Linked DNA regions of Zea mays: all the other regions are linked to region 3. A link is a contact called in public Hi-C data. All regions are on one chromosome and are shown on one strand. Each heading gives the region's core, a stretch centred on a gene start, on an enhancer-like site or on the middle of the called end of the contact. The rest is flanking DNA. Distances are from core to core; before and after follow the strand shown.

Region 1 (3,520 bases), core at 688-3,187, 530 kb after region 3:
ATGGGATACAGGTGGCTGCACACGTGCAAGTCCAATGCATGGAGTGTGTCTGTCTTATCTTATGGGGGTCAAAAAAATCAGAATCAGAATAATAAGATAAGCCTAGATGTAAAAGACTTGTCTTCTAGGTGTCTAGTTTTGTGTCAAGTAGACTCGATCTTTGAGCATCCATCATGCTGCAGCTCGATGACGAGCTGCTTGTCCAAGATGGGTAGTGTCAGGGCCCAAGAAGACCCACGAAGGGACTACAGCACCAGCAGTCATAGACCCTCCAAGTGGGGTTAGATAATGATAGTTAGAAATAAGATTAATTGAGATTATTTAGAAATGTTATCAGTTAGTTTGTTAATAGTTTTTATAATAGTTTTAAGGAGATAAGGATCTCTAGCTAGATATAGACGACTAACCGGCCTATTTACGTAATTCATTAGAAATAAAATAGACAAGAATTAGAAGTGAGAAACCCTCTTCTTACTCGGCCGTAGGCAAAGGCCCCCTGCCGACGTTCCTATCCATCTCCAATCTCTCACCGACCTAGCCAATTCATCCTCGGATGGATCCCTTTATACAATGACAAGCACAACAAAGTGTTCTTTTTAATCTTATTCGCTACCTTGGTATTTCTGTCACATGACCACCCTAGGATTTTTTTCCCTGTGTTGAATTGTGTAGCCGAAACGCAGACTGAATCCAATGCATAGAACTGACTGCGTGCTTTCAAGGCCTGAGTGACGACAAGAAAAGGAAACATCGCCTGTTTTGTTTTGTTAGCTTTAACCGCTAGGGGATGGGCCATCACTGACAGCAAGACAGCAAAAAAAAACCAATACAAAACAAAACACAAATGATGGGAGAGGACGAGGAGGCATCAGAGTCATGGAAGAGGAGCAACATGGCTAAGCCTCTGGGAGGCAGCTTCTGCATCTCAAGCAGGATGCACATGTCGTCATCTGCCTCAAGAAACTAAAATCTGATCCAAACATATAAATCTCTCACGAGACCTGGACGGGCGCTGCAGGTTAATTCCTAATCCATCGATTAAGGTGTGGGGTGGTGGGAGCGAAGCAGGCAGGCATCAGAGTCATGGAAGACGAGCAACACGGCGTGCCTCGTCACGGAGGCAGCAGCTTCTGCTTCGTAAGCATGTCGTCATCTGCCCCCAGCATGCCCCCGCACCAACCCAATCCAATCAATCAAATCAAATCCCGAGGAAGAACTGCAAACGAGGAAGAACTGCAACAACAAAAAAAACGCGCAAGTGGGCATGGATGGAACATGCGTGTTCTCTGAACAAGAAAACAGAAAAACATAAAGAAATTGTTGGCGGCGGCGGATCGGGAAGACGAGATGGCTACCCCCACCCGTGCGGTATTTATGGACAGATGGTGCTAGGGTTGGGTTGGGTGCCCTCGGCCGCCCTCCATTCTCCGCGATGACACCTGGACATATCTTGGCCGTCCGATCTATAGTGGCATAGGAGCGAGAGAATCGTGCGAAAATAGAGTAAGCAACCGATGTCGGATGCCCGTGCTGCTACAGTCAGAGTCAGCCTAATTTGATAGAAGTGCTGCTAAATACAGTTGTTTGCATCGACTACTACACGAGACGCGCACACACTGCACGCAACGCGTTGTTGCCTTGCCGTTGTTCTTCTCCTTTTTGCACAACGTCACAATGATCCGTCGTCGTTGCTTCCAGTTCCAGCAGAGGGGGTGTACGACTGCCACGTGCCGCATGCAGCACACGCCACGTGCTTCGTGGTGGTAAGCCACAGCGACGGATGACGCACGCAGCTGAATTAATTGCTTGACCGGACGAGCACGAGCACGATGATGGCGGGCGGGGCGTGGGACGGGAACAGAAAGACGGAAACGGAACGAGTCAGAGGTTGCCCAGTCCACGAAACAAAAAGCGACCCACCCCAAACCCAAACCAACCCTGCCGACTGCCGTCGTGTCGGCTCGCCAACGCCAATCCCACCAGGCCACCACCACGCCACGCACTGCGCCTCCCTCCCTTGCGTCCGCCTCTCACCCGCAACTTCAAACCCGCCGCCACCTCCGGGGACCAGCAACCCCAACTCCAGCGCTGGGGAGGAGCGACGACGAGCTGCCCGATTCCACCACCACCAGCAACTTGAGGAATAGCCTCCTGCCTCCTGCCTCCAGCAGAGCGCGTGTCCCTCCTGCCTGCCGGCTACATTCGCCCGACTCCGACTCCGCTGAGAAGCCAAGCCAGCCATGGGGTGCGTGTGCTCGAGGCACTTCCCGGAGGACGCGCCGGGCACGCTGGCGGCCGCCTACGACGCGCGCCGCGGGAGGTACGGCCCCGGGAACTTCGACTCCGGCGAGCTCGCCATCCCGCCGCCCCACTCCAACAAGGTACATCCCCATCCTGATCCCCTGCCCCCCGCCTCGTGCATGCTGCTGCGTTGCGTACGTGCCGCGGCTCTCGCTGCTTTTCGAGGTGCGGACAGCGGACGGTACTGCTGCTTCAAATTCAAGGTCACCTTGCTGCTGGGAGTTGGACACACCACCGATTTCCTAGCGAGACTCTCGCGGGCTCACCACAATCCTCGTCAGAGTTCCTATTTTCCGACCAACCGATTGATACGCGAACAAGGGCGTGCTCGCTATACGTACCATACAGATACAGATACATACAACAAGTCAAGCCAATAATTAGTAGAATACAAGCCTGCATGTCGGCATACATACAGTACTACAGTGTGAAGTCAAGCTTGGCGGCCCTTTTTCTTGCAAATCTCTCTCCCAGCCAGGGATAAGCGAAGCCGGTGCTTAATCTACATTCACGTTGCTGTCAGCAAAAGTCTGCCCTCTGGAACGGATGGTCAAGCCTGCGACTGCGACCCACAACGCGAAATTGTGTCTGACCGCTCTTCTGCTCTGTGCCGCTTTTGGAGTCGCCAAATCATACCATCTTACGTTCGGTTTTCCGGATTGTTTCCCTAATTTATATAAGTTTTGATCACCTGGAATCGGTCACCAGTGCATTCCTGGATAAACGAACAACTCTTCCGGAGGCACGAAGTTTCCAGTTTTTATTCGCAGCTAGGAGGGGTCGTTGCTCTCCTCCGAATGTGCAAGGAGTCTCTGTCAAACTACAAACCATGGCACGATGGACAAACACTAGTCGTGTTGCGTATTGCTGTCAGCATGTGTAGACAAAAACTGGGATAAGCAGCGGCTAAGTCATTGGGCATGACAGGAATCTCATAGCTAATGATATAAAAAACGAGGGCACAGTAAATTCAGAGAAGCAATCCAACAGCTTCCAAGGACTGGCATCTCCTTTCATATTTTGACCAAGCTCAGTCAAAGTTTCATGTTTCCATGATCTAGTTGCATGAACTTTCATTTTTTTAGTAGTGCTGTTTCATAAGTCATAACTTTTAACATTTCATACCAGAATAGCATTCTTAGAATATATAAACGTTGCTTTATATGTCACGAGCTCACCTAATGTCACCTAACTACAAACATTCTTTTCCTGATGTCAT
Region 2 (3,915 bases), core at 196-2,695, 760 kb after region 3:
AGAAGTCCATCCTGCCTACCGGTAACATCTGAGCCTGTTCGGGCATGCCGGTTCGATGACGGTCGCCAGCACGCCCGTAACAAGTTCATCAATTTCACTAGCATCCCTCATCAGTCATCTCTTGCACATACGCCCTTCGAGCCCGCTTCATCTGTAGTCCAAGAAAACCTCAGTTGGATTTGTCAGAGCGCCAATAATTTTCTTCTATCTGTCCTGTAACAAAAACAACTAGAAATGAACCAAACACAGCTATGGCTTATGAACGTCGGTGAGAACTGAGAAGTCCATTGTCTTTCGGTCTGAAAGCACAAATTCAATAATAAGTGGATAACATTATTTCTTTTTATTTCATATCAGTTAACAAATAGCACTACAGGTATTATATCAATGTTGGCATAGCTGCACTCTAAACCTCCTTGAATCCCAGGAATCTCCTTTTTTAAAGGACTAGGCTAGAAATGGAAATAAACATGACATGCCACTCCAACAATTATTCAAAGCTAGCTCCGGACATAAGGATACTCGAATGACAAATGCAGAATTTTGTACGACTCCTTCCAGCGGACAAGAAAATATATCTAGTAGAGGCGTGTAAATGGCAATCAAAGCCAACCCCCCAGGAACTATAATTACGCAAAGTCTCCTCCCCTCGCCAGGTAAAAATTGTTAAGCTCTGCCTGGGTCCTTCCTTCGCGACGCGGATGAACTGCATCGTCAAACAGGGAAACTAAAGAGACGATTGCACACCACAATTGGCACATTAATTTCGCCGAAAACACTATACTCCTCTTCTGAGCCGTGTGGTAGGCACCCCCGTCAATTGGAGAAACAAGACACGATTTCTTAGCCCACGAACTAAAAAAACACAAAATTGGAACGATACCACGGCACTCAAGCGCCGAGAACTGATTGAGATCAGGAGGGAGGGTGCCTGTCACCAATCCTGGGGGCTGGGGTACGCGGCTCCAAGAAGGGGGAGCGGGAGGGATGGGGGGAAAATCGCACCTTTGCGTGGGCGGGGGGGGGCGCCCAATTGGCGGGCTCGGATTGGGATTCAGCGAGTAGGGGCGAGGGGCCTCGATCAGGTCGCTCGATTTGGGCGTCGCCACGCTGCTCCTCCTCTCCCCTGCCTCTGTGGCTCTGTCTCCCTCTCCTTCTGGGTCTCTGGACGACGGGAGAGAGAGAAGAGAAAATAGGAGAGGAAAAGGGACCGGAGCAACCGCGAAACGGGTCGGGTGGCGCGCTCACTACCGGCCCGGGCTGGCCCGACCCGAACCGACCCACAAGAGCTGAAATGAAGTTGGGGAGAAGCTGGAAGCAGGCAGCGGAGGAGGGGAAACTTGGGTGGAGTCGCGGACTACCGGCGGCGAGGGTGAGCTGAACTGGCGGACGGCGGTGGCGCGAAGCGAAGGCGTGATGTGGGCCGAGGCAACAGACACACGCACACGCTAGACTGCTAGAGGATGTCGTGTGGTGTGGGTAGACAAGTAAAAAAAAAGACAGAGGAATTTGAGAGCAGCGCCCCTAGGAAAAATCTTACTTTCATATCTGCCCCTGTCAAAACCTCCCTGCTGAAAAATATCTGGCCCAATTCACTGCCTGTTCATCCGTTCAGACTGAGGAAAAAAATCGTTATCGTTGTGTAAATGAACGATCATCTATCTGATCTGTCAATGTGTTCACATGTGGATGCAGTTAGTTGGTCGCACTTGGAAGATGATGGCTGATGATGATGCCGGCTCCGTCGAAAAGCCACGAGCTTGGCAAAAGATCACGGCCACGGTTTTGACCAGATTTATTGGCTGCAACCGAGCGGGCCACAAACTCTCTGAACCACATCTGAGACTGGACATGGACAGAGCTCTGAATCTTTGCTTCTGAACTCTGAAAATTCAGCGGCTGATATGAGATGCCAGACACAACAAAAGCATGCCCAGTTGTCAACAACGTCCATCTTTTTGCGCTGCTTCTATTCTATCAGAAAACAACATGATGGAATGGAAAATGTGCTGGAGCTGGCTGAAGAGCCTGCACCTTTCGCATGTGCCCACTGTAGCGTAGACACAGTGCACCAGTCCTCCATTCACTGCATGGCTTTCATTCGGGCGCGCCCACACTGACCACGACTGGATCTTGTCAAGGCAGAGATAGATGATCAGCGCTGACCAGTTTTATTAGAGTGAGAGGGTGTTAGACTGTTAGTACGTTCAATAATAGCCTACCTACTGTATGTGTCTCATTGATTGGTGATAGAGCGAATTCCGCTCTGAAAACCAAGGTGAGGGCCTGCTTCAAACACAGGAACATCGCGGGAATTATGTAACAATTTTATAGAAATCATTTTAAATTTTTACATGAAAATCCCATAAATAAGAAAATATAAATCCCCACGTTCAAACAGGCCTGAGGTTGAGCCAGACTTCCGAGCTAAGATAGGATGATTGATTCTATTGTTGGAATATGAGTGAACTCTCACGGGTTACTAATAAACTTTAGGGTATGTATAGCGTTTCTCCAAACACAAGAGATAATTAAGAGACTGTATTATACAATGAAGTGTCTATAAATGGAGTCTATTAATAAATACATAAGTAAATGTGTTTGTACAACATAGGATGGATAGAACAGACGACGAATTCGTACAATGGGAAGTGAGACGTCTGTTGCTATTTGGTTTACGAACCAGAGACGTCTTTTCACGAAGAGACGGCTCCACGATTTTTTTTTTGCAAATGTCTCTTTAGACATCTCAAAAATATCTACATTAAACACCATTGTGCATGCCCTTACAATTAGATTGACTATGTTTAACTCTAGCTATAATTAAAACTGAGCATCTTATAATCCAACTATAATGCAAGCCAAGCGTAACTTTATGCTATATGGTTATACCTACGGGTGGTAATGGATCATAATCCAAATATTTCTTCACAATTCATTTGAGATCTTAATAAATTCTAATTAGAAAATGAATCTATATCACTATATAATCCACCAATTCAAACTTTGTAAAACTCAGCTTACCAAATCACGCCACGCCTATAATCTCCACTAAATCCACCAAACAAATTGCACTCAGACTTAACACACTTCCATAAACCAACGAATCTAATTGCTGGATAACCCCCCTCCTACTCACTTAAATCCAATGAACAATGTTATTTGGATCATTCGTCATCCCTTCGTGAAAGGAAAATGACTTAATCATTTCCTATAATCGATTTTGGTGGTTGACGTCCATCACAAACCATGTGGACTAATTAGTTCGCCAAGATGTTTTTTATCTCAGGTGCATAAGGTTCAACACAAACCAAGAAAGAAATTAAGTTGAGGACTCAATTAAATTTGGAGCAAAAACTTGAGAGTGTGCTGCCAATGGTGCACCGGACAGTGTTTGGTGCCCCAGGCCGAGCTCCACTCGAACTAGCCACTCTCGGGTTTTTACAGGGCGCGCTCCGCTATAATTTATCGGACATGTCCGTGAGCCAATGGAGCAACGGTAACCTGGCGCCAACGGTCGACTACAAAAGTGTACAGTGCACGACAGAAGTCAGAGCACACCGGACATGTCCGGGTGTGGCACCGGACTGTCCGGTGCAACTACAGGACAAATGACTGCAACAATCGACCGCTCCAAACCCCAACATGCGTACTGACGTGGCACGCACCAGACAGTGAAAAGTACCTATCCGGTACATCACCGGACTGTCTCGTGTGCCCATCGACAACAAACTCAGCCAACGGCTAGGAAGTGGTTGGAGGCTATAAATATCCCCCAACCACCTCATTTTATGGCATTCAAGTTTTCTGAAGTTCACATTCAATACAAGAGCAATAGCATTCACTCCAAGACACATTCCAAAGATCAAATCCCCTCCAAGCCTCCAAATTAACTCAATTCATTAGTGACTTGAG
Region 3 (3,501 bases), core at 233-2,732:
TTATTTGTTAGCTAGCTAATTCCACTAATAATTTTTAGTCAACTAACTATTAGTTTTAGTGCATTCAAACACCCCCTAAGTTGTCGGAGATAAAGCAAGTATAATGAGTTTACTTTATGCGGGTCGGGATGCTACGGCCTGCTCACTAGTAGCGAGATAAAATCGGACTACTAATAGACTCTAAAACAACTTGTGAGAGTAAGAGGTGGACTAAGTGTTAAATGTATAACTTGTACCATGAGAGTGTTATTGTTGGCTATATGTGAAATGAGAACGCCATAAAGTCCATTGTACCCTATATATATTACTAGCAAGTTGCCCGTGCTTTTGCTATTTGTATATATCATATAAATATGTATTGAGCTATTCATTCAAATATAATTATTGTTTATTTCTAAACACTAAGATATGTGTAGTCTGGTCGTTAGTCCCAAATTTATAGAGTAGAGGCGTGTGTTCAAATGATCGCGGTAGCACCAAGTACCCAATTTCAGTACTTAATAGTAGCCGGGATTAACCTAACGCTGATAATTAGGGCAAGCACGCACGCATGTACCGCTTGGGGTTTGCTCCATGGAACATAAAAGCCGCCGACGGTAACTGACACCTGCAAGTTGTACCTAACAACACGTTTGTAACCTAGATTAAAAGCTTAATTAATGTCACGACGAAGCTTAATCGTGCACGCATGTCGGATCTCTCGGCGGGGCTAGCCAGCTTGAAAATGCGGCGTTTACATCTGAATAAGCTACACATGTGCAATGCAACTCCAGCCCACATCATACGAAGCTACCGAATTCAAGAAGGGAAATCCATCTTTCAGGATTCAGACGGCAGCTAGCTACACATGTGCATGCAGCTCTCTCATCTGAATCGACCGAGTCAAGCGATGACTTTTTCTTTCTTTCTTTCCTTCTTCTCCTTTTACTATTCAGTACTACCAGTGTGGCGGACAGACTGGAAAACGTCAACACGGTTGCATCGCATGTGTAGCTAGCTATTCAGCGTCGATCGAGAGACGAGCAACCGCGCGCGCTTGTGCTGCCGGTCAAGAACAACTTGGATTTGCTCCTCCTCTTCTTCTTCGTCGTCGTCGGTGCTGGAGCTGGGCTCTGCAGACTCGCGTGAAAAGTCTACTAGTGTTCTTCAAGCGGACTGACGTCACCCGCGCCGGTTTCCCACGCATGCCGTGGTGGCGCGGGCAGGTGGGGGTGAGTGGATGGCAGGTGGACCTGCGCCGCCCGGGGACCACCGGTCAGAAAGCCGTTTTCGGGTGAAAGAATGGAAAAGGGCAAAAAGAAAAATTTGGAAATGCAGTTGGTGATTTCACGGTCGCCTCCCTGGGACCCGACCCGGCCCGGCGCCCTGCCCCTCTCTCTCCTCTCAGCTGCCGCGCTGTAGCCTGTAACTGTAACCGAGGCGAGGCGAGAGAAATAACGGACGCCACCTCCTCCCCCTCTCTCGCCCGCTTCCTGCTCTCTCTTTCTCTTTCTCCCCTGCTTCCCCTTCCATTCCCGACGGACGACGCAACAACCCGCCTGCCCTGCCCTGCCTCACGCTCGCACCCGCGGCGGCGCGGAGGGCCGGAACCTAAACCCTAACCCTAGCGGCCCGCCCGCGATGGGGCAGTGCTACGGGAAGGCAGGCGGCGCGTCGTCGCGGCGGGCGGACCACGACGACCACGCCCACGCGGTCGCGCCGCCGTCCCCGCTGCCGGCCAACGGCGCGCCGCCGCCGCAGCCCGCCACGCCCGGGCGCCGCAAGTCCGGATCGGCCACGCCGGTGCACCACCAGGCGGCGACGACCGCCTGGCCCAGCCCGTACCCCGCCGGCGGGGCCAGCCCGCTCCCCGCGGGCGTGTCGCCGTCGCCTGCCAGGTCCACGCCCCGCAGGTTCTTCAAGCGGCCCTTCCCGCCGCCCTCGCCCGCCAAGCACATCAAGGCCACTCTCGCCAAGCGCCTCGGCGGGGGCAAGCCCAAGGAGGGCACCATACCGGAGGAGGGCGGCGCCGGCGTCGCCGCCGACTCCGCCGAGGCCGAGCGCCCGTTGGACAAGACGTTCGGCTTCGCCAACAACTTCGGGGCCAAGTACGACCTCGGGAAGGAGGTCGGGAGGGGACACTTTGGCCACACCTGCTCCGCCCTGGTCAAGAAGGGCGAGTACAAGGGCCATGCCGTCGCCGTCAAGATCATCTCCAAAGCTAAGGTACTCAAAGCTTTGCTCGTTGGGGGGGGGGGGGGGGGGGGGGGGTGCACTCCTCATGTCAAATTCCACCTTTTTGGAATATTTTGAAATTTCAAATAGTACCTCTATCTGTCGAGGTAACCGGCATGTGTTCGCGCCGAACCGAAACCTTGGTGGTTAAGGGGCTTTGGTTTACTAATTTTTACTCCATTTTATTTCATTTGTCTCTAAATTAACAAACACGGAAACTAAAACTCCGTAGTTGTTAATTTAGTGACTAAAATGGAACAAAATGGAGTGATTAAAAATTAGTCCCCAGGAACCAAACAAAAATGGTCCGGATTTTGCCTACTGAAGGATACTTTTGGGACTTCCTATTTCAATTTTGGAACTTTGCTCTTAAGTTGTTTGGCATTGGCGGCTTTTTGTAGGAAGTAACATAGGAAATCCTAGGATCTTGCATGGTACTTGACCAGTTGTATTTTAGCAATATGTTGTCTAGCGCAATATCTTCTCTTTTTTTGTGTGGTTTTAGGATTTTTTTGACTTTTCAAACAGTAGGGTTGCGCCATGAAAGCTTAATATATTTACTGTTCCATTGTTCAATCCCGATAACATGTCTCCAGTTGCTCCGCTAGATAGTTTGGCTGGTGAGAGTAAATTGTCCTAGTTTCTTGGTTGTGACACTGAGTAGGGGGTTTGACAGTTCTCAGCAGGTTCAGCTGATGCTGGAAATCATGCTAATCTTATGTTTTGAGAAAGGAATGCTTGTAGGAACTTTAGGATGCCGAATAGTACAGTGATTGAAATTATTGGCGAATTACCCAATTCTTGTCCGTTGTTAATTAATGATAAACAATACAGTGCATATCCTGATCTACTCTTTCATTCCCACCTTCTTGTTTGGTGAACAAAGGTCTGCATTTTCCAGCTGGATCCAGTGGAACTTTAGGAAAACCTAACTGATTGTGATTGTTCTATTAACGCATTGCAATTTGCCTTAGGAGCCTAGATTTGATGAAGGTGCCCAAGCTCCATAGGGGATAGCATCGCATAAATGAAACAAAATAAGAATGTCTTACATTGCATCATTCTTAGTAGTATTCTTCTTCATGAAGGAACAATATTGGACTTGTTGACTAGATCAAACAGCTGATAATTTAATAGCTTCTATCATTGTTTTCAGATCGCCTGATCGTCTGATCGATGCCACTGGGCGATCAAACGATTAGTCGCGATTAGGCGACAATCAGGGCGATTAGTCGCCGCTGATCGACCCTAATTGTCCATTGATCGTCCTATGTATTTCCAGGACAT

The links. Hi-C and Micro-C count contacts between places; a contact is called where the count stands out from the background.
Region 1: a Hi-C map of tassel shows a contact between it and region 3, with 2.5 times the contacts expected there. The contact joins the promoter of LOC100275634 here to the promoter of LOC542225 in region 3. A contact is called at or near these places in 5 of 25 Hi-C or Micro-C datasets (bundle sheath, ear, leaf and 1 more).
Region 2: a contact with region 3 is called in a Hi-C map of ear, with 3 times the contacts expected there. The contact joins the promoter of LOC100279970 here to the promoter of LOC542225 in region 3. A contact is called at or near these places in 2 of 25 Hi-C or Micro-C datasets (ear and endosperm).

The regions. Positions count from the first base shown.
Region 1 is chr6:93,528,068-93,531,587 of Zm-B73-REFERENCE-NAM-5.0, reverse strand. It overlaps LOC100275634, which reads left to right and starts at 1,937. Exons shown (of 11, transcript NM_001374092.1): 1 at 1,937-2,381. The coding sequence starts at 2,241.
Region 2 is chr6:93,297,917-93,301,831 of Zm-B73-REFERENCE-NAM-5.0, reverse strand. It overlaps LOC100279970, which reads right to left and starts at 1,445. Exons shown (of 5, transcript NM_001152918.1): 1 at 1,006-1,445; 2 at 1-213. The coding sequence starts at 104.
Region 3 is chr6:94,059,510-94,063,010 of Zm-B73-REFERENCE-NAM-5.0, reverse strand. It overlaps LOC542225 (calcium dependent protein kinase13), which reads left to right and starts at 1,482. Exons shown (of 11, transcript NM_001111835.2): 1 at 1,482-2,205. The coding sequence starts at 1,621.